Regions from separate parts of the Gossypium hirsutum genome. Here region 2 is linked to region 1. A link is a contact called in public Hi-C data. All regions are on one chromosome and are shown on one strand. The core of a region is the stretch at or near the end of the contact, and the rest is flanking DNA. Distances in the headings are between cores, read along the strand shown. Region 1 holds the start of LOC107962246 (proline dehydrogenase 2, mitochondrial). Region 2 holds the start of LOC107952787 (eukaryotic peptide chain release factor subunit 1-3).

What was found. A called contact is a pair of places that touch in the nucleus more often than the background predicts.
Region 2: a Hi-C map of hypocotyl shows a contact between it and region 1, with 2.6 times the contacts expected there. The contact joins the promoter of LOC107952787 here to the promoter of LOC107962246 in region 1. A contact is called at or near these places in 2 of 34 Hi-C or Micro-C datasets (hypocotyl and leaf).

The regions. Positions count from the first base shown.
Region 1 is chrA07:81,121,085-81,124,287 of Gossypium_hirsutum_v2.1, reverse strand. It overlaps LOC107962246 (proline dehydrogenase 2, mitochondrial), which reads left to right and starts at 1,548. Exons shown (of 4, transcript XM_016898564.2): 1 at 1,548-2,172. The coding sequence starts at 1,609.
Region 2 is chrA07:81,446,144-81,449,346 of Gossypium_hirsutum_v2.1, reverse strand. It overlaps LOC107952787 (eukaryotic peptide chain release factor subunit 1-3), which reads right to left and starts at 1,588. Exons shown (of 2, transcript XM_016887962.2): 1 at 1,301-1,588; 2 at 1-30. The coding sequence starts at 5. LOC107955772 (serine/threonine-protein phosphatase 4 regulatory subunit 2) reads right to left here. Exons shown (of 8, transcript XM_016891576.2): 8 at 2,852-3,203.

The sequences.
Region 1 (3,203 bases), core at 299-2,798:
ATAAAACCACCAATTTAGCAAGAATTAATTGATTTGAGCACGTAAAATATGTAAAATAAACATGTTATCATCAATACTTAAGGTTAATCCAATACTCAATATGAAGGTGTCGAAGCCTATCTGTGAGGATCAAGGGGATCCTGATCGAGACAAGTCATGACGAGGGCAAGTAAGAGTAGTGGACATTTGCGAACGAGATGTACAAGAAATAGATATAATTCAAGGCGTAGAACTACCCAATAGAAAGACTAGTCGAGAATCAGTTGAGGCATCAAGACCATTTCGAGACAAGTTAAGCTAGTTCCATTCTAAGGATGTGATGAGAGCATCACGAGAATGAGTGGGGGAGAATGTCACGAGCCGCAGATTAAAGCCTGTGACCATTGGACACTAAACATCCCATGGAGGTCAATTGATCAAATGTGGCTCATTTACCCTGCATAAACTAGCTCGACTCATGGAACGTATGGAGAAGCCCATCTACTTGAAGTCTAGTTAGCTCAGTGAAGCACTCAAGTAAAACTAGAGTTACTAGCGTAATTAATGCAAATCCTAAAGGAGAAAGATGTATAGAGTTTATATCTCTTAAGACTCTCATCTTGTAGATAGGCACGAATCTTAGTTGTCGATGTAATTCGATATGTACCGTTGTATTTGGGGGAGCTCAACTATAAATAGAAGCCTTCCCCTCATTCATTTGTATTCACTCAGTTGTAAATCTTCAAAGTAATAGAATACTTTTAAGAGCATATACTAAAACACTCGGTGTGTGCTATTTTTCAGTGGCTTTTTTTATTCATTCGTTACTTTTTCGTTTTGAGTTTGCTTCTGATTTACTTTGGTGCCTTATAGAGAGTTTCTGCTAGAATTCTCATTTTCCGAGTGTAAGACTGACTTAGGCAGATTTGAACCCAAGCAATTGCCTAAAGCCACGCAATTTACTAGATTAAAGTTCTAACCTCGCAATACTAGAAATTGAATCTATTTCTAGCAACAATTATTGAAGCAAATTTCTTATAATGTTGTAAGTTATTCTAAATCTCTCAGTCACATGTTAGGTGACATCCAACATGTATCCCATATTTAATAAGCATGTCCCATTTAATGCGTTCATCACATTTTAAATTTTAATAGATTTAATCTTAAAAAGCGAAATATAATTTGGGACAAGAAATGAAATGTATTGGCGGCTTTAATAAATTAGATAGATAGAGATTTTGCATTCTTAGTCATCAATATGTCAACTTGTTTAGGATTTATCCTTTAATAACATATTTGCCAATCACGCCTTAGTTTGCAAAGTTGTGAGGCCTTGAGTGTATAGGTTCAATTTTTTCTCTATCCAATTCTTAATCCATTGTGTTTTATAACACTTTATTTTAATTATGGATGTAATTATAATTATAAATATACAAACATTTATTATTTATAATTATAAAAAGAAACCTCCTTTTTGAATTATTGTTAGAACTGTAACCAATATTACCAAGTAAAATAATTTAGAGATACATTATTTTTTGTCTATAAATTCCCCTCTTGTTTCAGACTCCCATAACTTAGCTTGCAAGTCAAAAACTATATTCTCTAATTGTCCGCTCGCTCCCTTCTATGGCAACAAAGTTTCTCTCACCAAAGCTCCTCAATACCTTCCCCTCATTCACTAGGTTTCTTAACTCAGCCTCCACCGCTTCCCTCGCCGCCGTTGCACCTCTCAATTTTGACGAAAAGCCTGAACCCGCCGCTGTTGAAAAACAGCCGACTTCCCTTAAACAAGAATCAATTACAAACGCAACCCTAGACCTTGATGATCACCAAAGGCTTTTTGGTTCCATTCCTACCTTGAACCTACTACGTTCAGCGGCCAACCTCGGGTTGGCTGCTAACGAGCGGTTCGTAGATTTCGGCATGTGGATTATGAATTCTAGGCTCATGGAAACAAGTTTGGTACGTGACGCTATATTGAAAACAGTTAAACATACGTTCTTTCAACACTTCTGCGCGGGTGAAACGACGGAGGAGGCGGCGGACTGTGTGAGGAGAATCCACGACAAGGGTTTCAGAGGGATGCTGGTTTATGCGGTGGAGCATACGAGCGATAACGCCGGTTGTGATCGAAATTTGGAAGGTTCCCTTGGGAGTGTTGAATTGGCCAAGTCGCTTCCAGCTTCGTCTGTAAGTATTTTTGGTTTCGATTTAGCCATCTTTCTTATCCTCATCTATTCTCCTCCCAACACGTAAACCTCTACGATTCTCAAGGTCTTATCTTCTCCTTCAAAACCATTATTAGCATTCCACTTAACTGTTTTAATTATATTCGGATTAACTGCGGACACTAATATTTTTAATTATTTAAAAGATTAGATACTCTGCTTATACTCAAATATTAAACACGTGAATATAATTTTTTTATTTTAAATATGATTTTCCCTAGTATTCATATTTATTTTCCCTCTTATCAATCGTAAGATGTTTCAATTTGAAAGTTTTGAATTTCCTTTTCATACATATAAAACACCACCCTTTTATTGCTGTATCCTCATGCACGTGAGCTTTACGTTGTGGAGGCGGTCCCACAAAATTACTACTAGATAGCTCGCTCGTTCATTAAGAGTCAAGATTTAATATGACTATCCAACACCAAAAGTCCAAATATATAAAGAAAAAATTGATGATGATAAAATCGAAGTTTTTTTGTAGGATCATTATAATATTTTGTCGTTTAATAATAGAACAAAGTTGAAAAAAATATAGCCGTATGTGCGTATGTACGCATATAAACAAAGTTGTGATACGGGGGCACTTGATTGCCAGCAGGTTATTGGTCTATCTTTTGCAGTCATGTATGATGGAGAAAGTAGAGAGCATTGGTGAAAAGGATCGGTGGTTGTTGTGACAACTGCCTTTGCTAGCGACAACATACAAAACAATAGACAACTTGTCTGGCTAAACGTGTATCCTTTCGTTTCTTTTTTGGCCACGCCTAGGAAAAGTTCTCGGCTATTAATGATGGAAGGGAAGTTGTGTTTAATGATTCTGTAGGAAGGAATCCAACATTTAGGATTTGAGCATTCAGTATGTCTCTGTCACAAGCAGCTTTCCAGCTGTACTCCAGCTTGGAAATGTTGTGTTGAGAAAACAGTAGATAGATCTCAGCAGCCGCCATATCCTTTGTTGAAGAATTGCAAGGATTGAATGGCTCAACT
Region 2 (3,203 bases), core at 339-2,838, 330 kb before region 1:
GCCATTGTGTCTTGTGAAGAAGAAAACAACCTGAAAACAACACATACAAAAAAGGCATTGAGACGCTGAGTTATTTGATTAACACAGGAGAGGGGCAACAAGAAAATGCAATTAGGCTTTAGCTGGTAAAGAAGGATAGAAAATAAAGACCGCTTCATAAAGACGAAAAAAGTGAAAAAAGATTATCATTATTTTCCCCACATTGCTTGGTAAGTTGGTAGGAATGAAAAATGACAATAACGAAACTGAAACCATTTATTGTTTTACAATTATACCCCTTGTAAATTAAGATTAAATAGTACATTTTAAAATTACATAATTTTACTCCCACCACTTTATTAATTTTCAGGGTTTTCAAAACTGGATCACTGCTCAAATCAATCAAACCAGCAATTTCTAGTCCGACTGATTATACTGCTATAATTGGATTGTTTAGTTCAATTAAATAAATTATTAAAAAAATCATAAAATTAAAAATATTTAAAAAATAAAAGAAAACTGTTCAACCTCTGATTCATACCAATTCACAAGCAACTCGGTCCAACTCATTATTACCAGTTCAACCTCTGATTCATACCAATTCCCTTTTTCCAATTTAGATTACGATTTGTTTTGATCATTAAGGGTAAAAAATAATCAGCTTTATATTTTCTTTTCAGTTTTTTTCCCTTTTCCACTCTCCTCCATCTACCCTTCCACTATTCAACCCTTGGTGCTAAATTCAAACACATGTCCATATAAAAGATGTCCCGGTGCATAGGCAATGATAATGGTGCAAATGGAGAAACAGGATATTCATACATAAAACTGTCAGATTAGATATACACGGTAACACAGATATAGCTCAGAGAATTACCCCTATTGGATTAAAAGAAGTGGTGAGGGGGAAGGCCGTGGTAATATTAGTCAGTTAAGCGAATCCGAAGGCGCCACGTTAAATTGATTATTATCCAATCGAAATCATGTAAATTAACAATACTCATGCTCAAGAAATGCTATTTCCATATATAATAAGTATTACCAAAAATTAAAATCCCACCTCAAACATATTATATCTATATCAATACCAATCCCAATCCGGATAAGATCAGAAATAAGGAAAGATCAGGCAGATTTATTTCTAATTTTATTATGGATTAACTATGTATTATCGTAAATTCTTATGAATAACAAGATCCATAGGTGAAGTTGACATATTATCCTCCAAATCTTTTGAAGCATCAATAACAGATCGAAAGGCAGAGATGAGAAGAGAAGGCAAAGAAGATCGAATCGAAGATTTAGAGGAAGAAGAGCATACCTCTGAGTTACCGCCGCCAAAAGAAGTGAAAATTGAAGAAAGAGCCGCTGGTTTCTAGGGTTTTCCAGTAAACTTGCTAGCGCTATCACTTCAGCAGCTAGCTCTAGTAGCAATTTTGTTTTACTAATAGCATTCCGACACCCAAAACCGCTTTTTTTTAATTAATATATTTATTTAATCTTTTTTACCTCTACACGGATTCATCCACATCTCTTTTAAGCTCCCATTTTTTACTAAAAAGTTATTTTTTGATATTTTAATGGAAGCTTTAGACTCTTTTACTCCCTTGCTTCAATAAATCTTCTGCTGAAGAAACTTTTTTAAAAAATAATATTCATATTATTATTGAGTTTTTTTTTTTAAAAAGCTTACGGACTTTAAAATAAAATAAAAAAATTTAAGATAACTACTTCTCTTTTCGATTAATTCTTCACTTTAATTCAATTTTAACTCCAAACTCAATTTTTAATCATATACATTTCAATAAATTTTCTAAAATTGAATGAACTCTAAAGCATTTTCTTTTTTAGCCAATAAATAAGGAGGAAGAAGATGATAAAATTATAAAAGGAGAATTATAATCAATTATGTTTAAATAAAATTTTAAGTATTTATTAAAAAGTCATTCAAATTTTTTAATGTTTTGTTCATTAATGATGTGATAAATTGTGAATCATTGGTAGGATATAGAATTTTTGCATCAACTGTGTATCAAATATTATTCTTTAATAATTACAACTGGTTAAACAAATATTTTTTTCTACCAGTAACAACAATTTGTTTTATTTTCGATTATATATCACTAGTTAAATTAATCCAACCACAATTTCCGAATCAACCAACCTGATCCAAATAAAATTGGCATTAAAGATTTTATAACGTGCTTATATACAAATTTATACTAACCATGGTTTAGATAGCCCTGCATTGTTTAAACTGAATTTCATCATTCAAAATTGATTTTTGGATAACTTTTAAGACAGTTGAACCACAAAAAATTGGAAATATTTCATTTCAACCAATGGGTGAAGGTTTAATGTCAACGGTTCGCTATCGGCTCGAATGAACAGCAGTTCTATTGATTTTAATTGACTGTGTTGTAGGCTTCTCCGTTGGTGTTGGGGTGTCCTCAGCTTTTCACGTAGAAGAAAGGGCTCTGTACGAGGGTCTGAAACTTGCCTGGTACAGCGGATGTTCGTTTGAGGTACATTGGACGTGAGCACAATAAGGCTGCGGATCTGCGGTTCAGCAGAGCTTAATAGGCTTAGTACGTGTGATGCACCTCCATCCTCGGCTGTGTCTTTGTTGGCTGCTGATATCAATCGTTACATTAGTACTAAGCGTACAGAGCAGGAGTGTTGAATGTAGCCCTGCCTCGGGGGTGTTCTTTGATTGGAAAAAGAAAATTGGAGAATTGATCAAGGCATGGAAACAAAGCGTTGGGGTAGACCGGGTGAGACACGTATGAAGAGGGCCAAAGGCATATTATTGTGCTTCCTTGTAAAGATTGACAGAAAATTCAGAAAAATAATAGGCATCGAGTCGGCTGAATCACCACAATAAATGAGCTTATTATCATTGAGTGTCAAACTACCATGCCACAACAACAAACTAACTATTAAAATACTGACAAGCTAAAATGGTCACTGTTACAGTGGCCAACAAGACATTGTGACATGTTGACAATCTTACAAATACAGCATCCATGGAGATATCTCAAAAGGAAAATATTTGTTTCAACCCCTCAAGGACCAAAATCTGAGACCCTTCGTTGCTTTCTTCCTCAAGGTTTCTCCAAAATTGTAACATAAATGCAACAAAGTAGTCACCATTCAAGAAATAAGCAGTTTTTTCTAGTGTACTTGTATATGAGCAACATGCGGGTCCAAAAACTTTCAGCTTT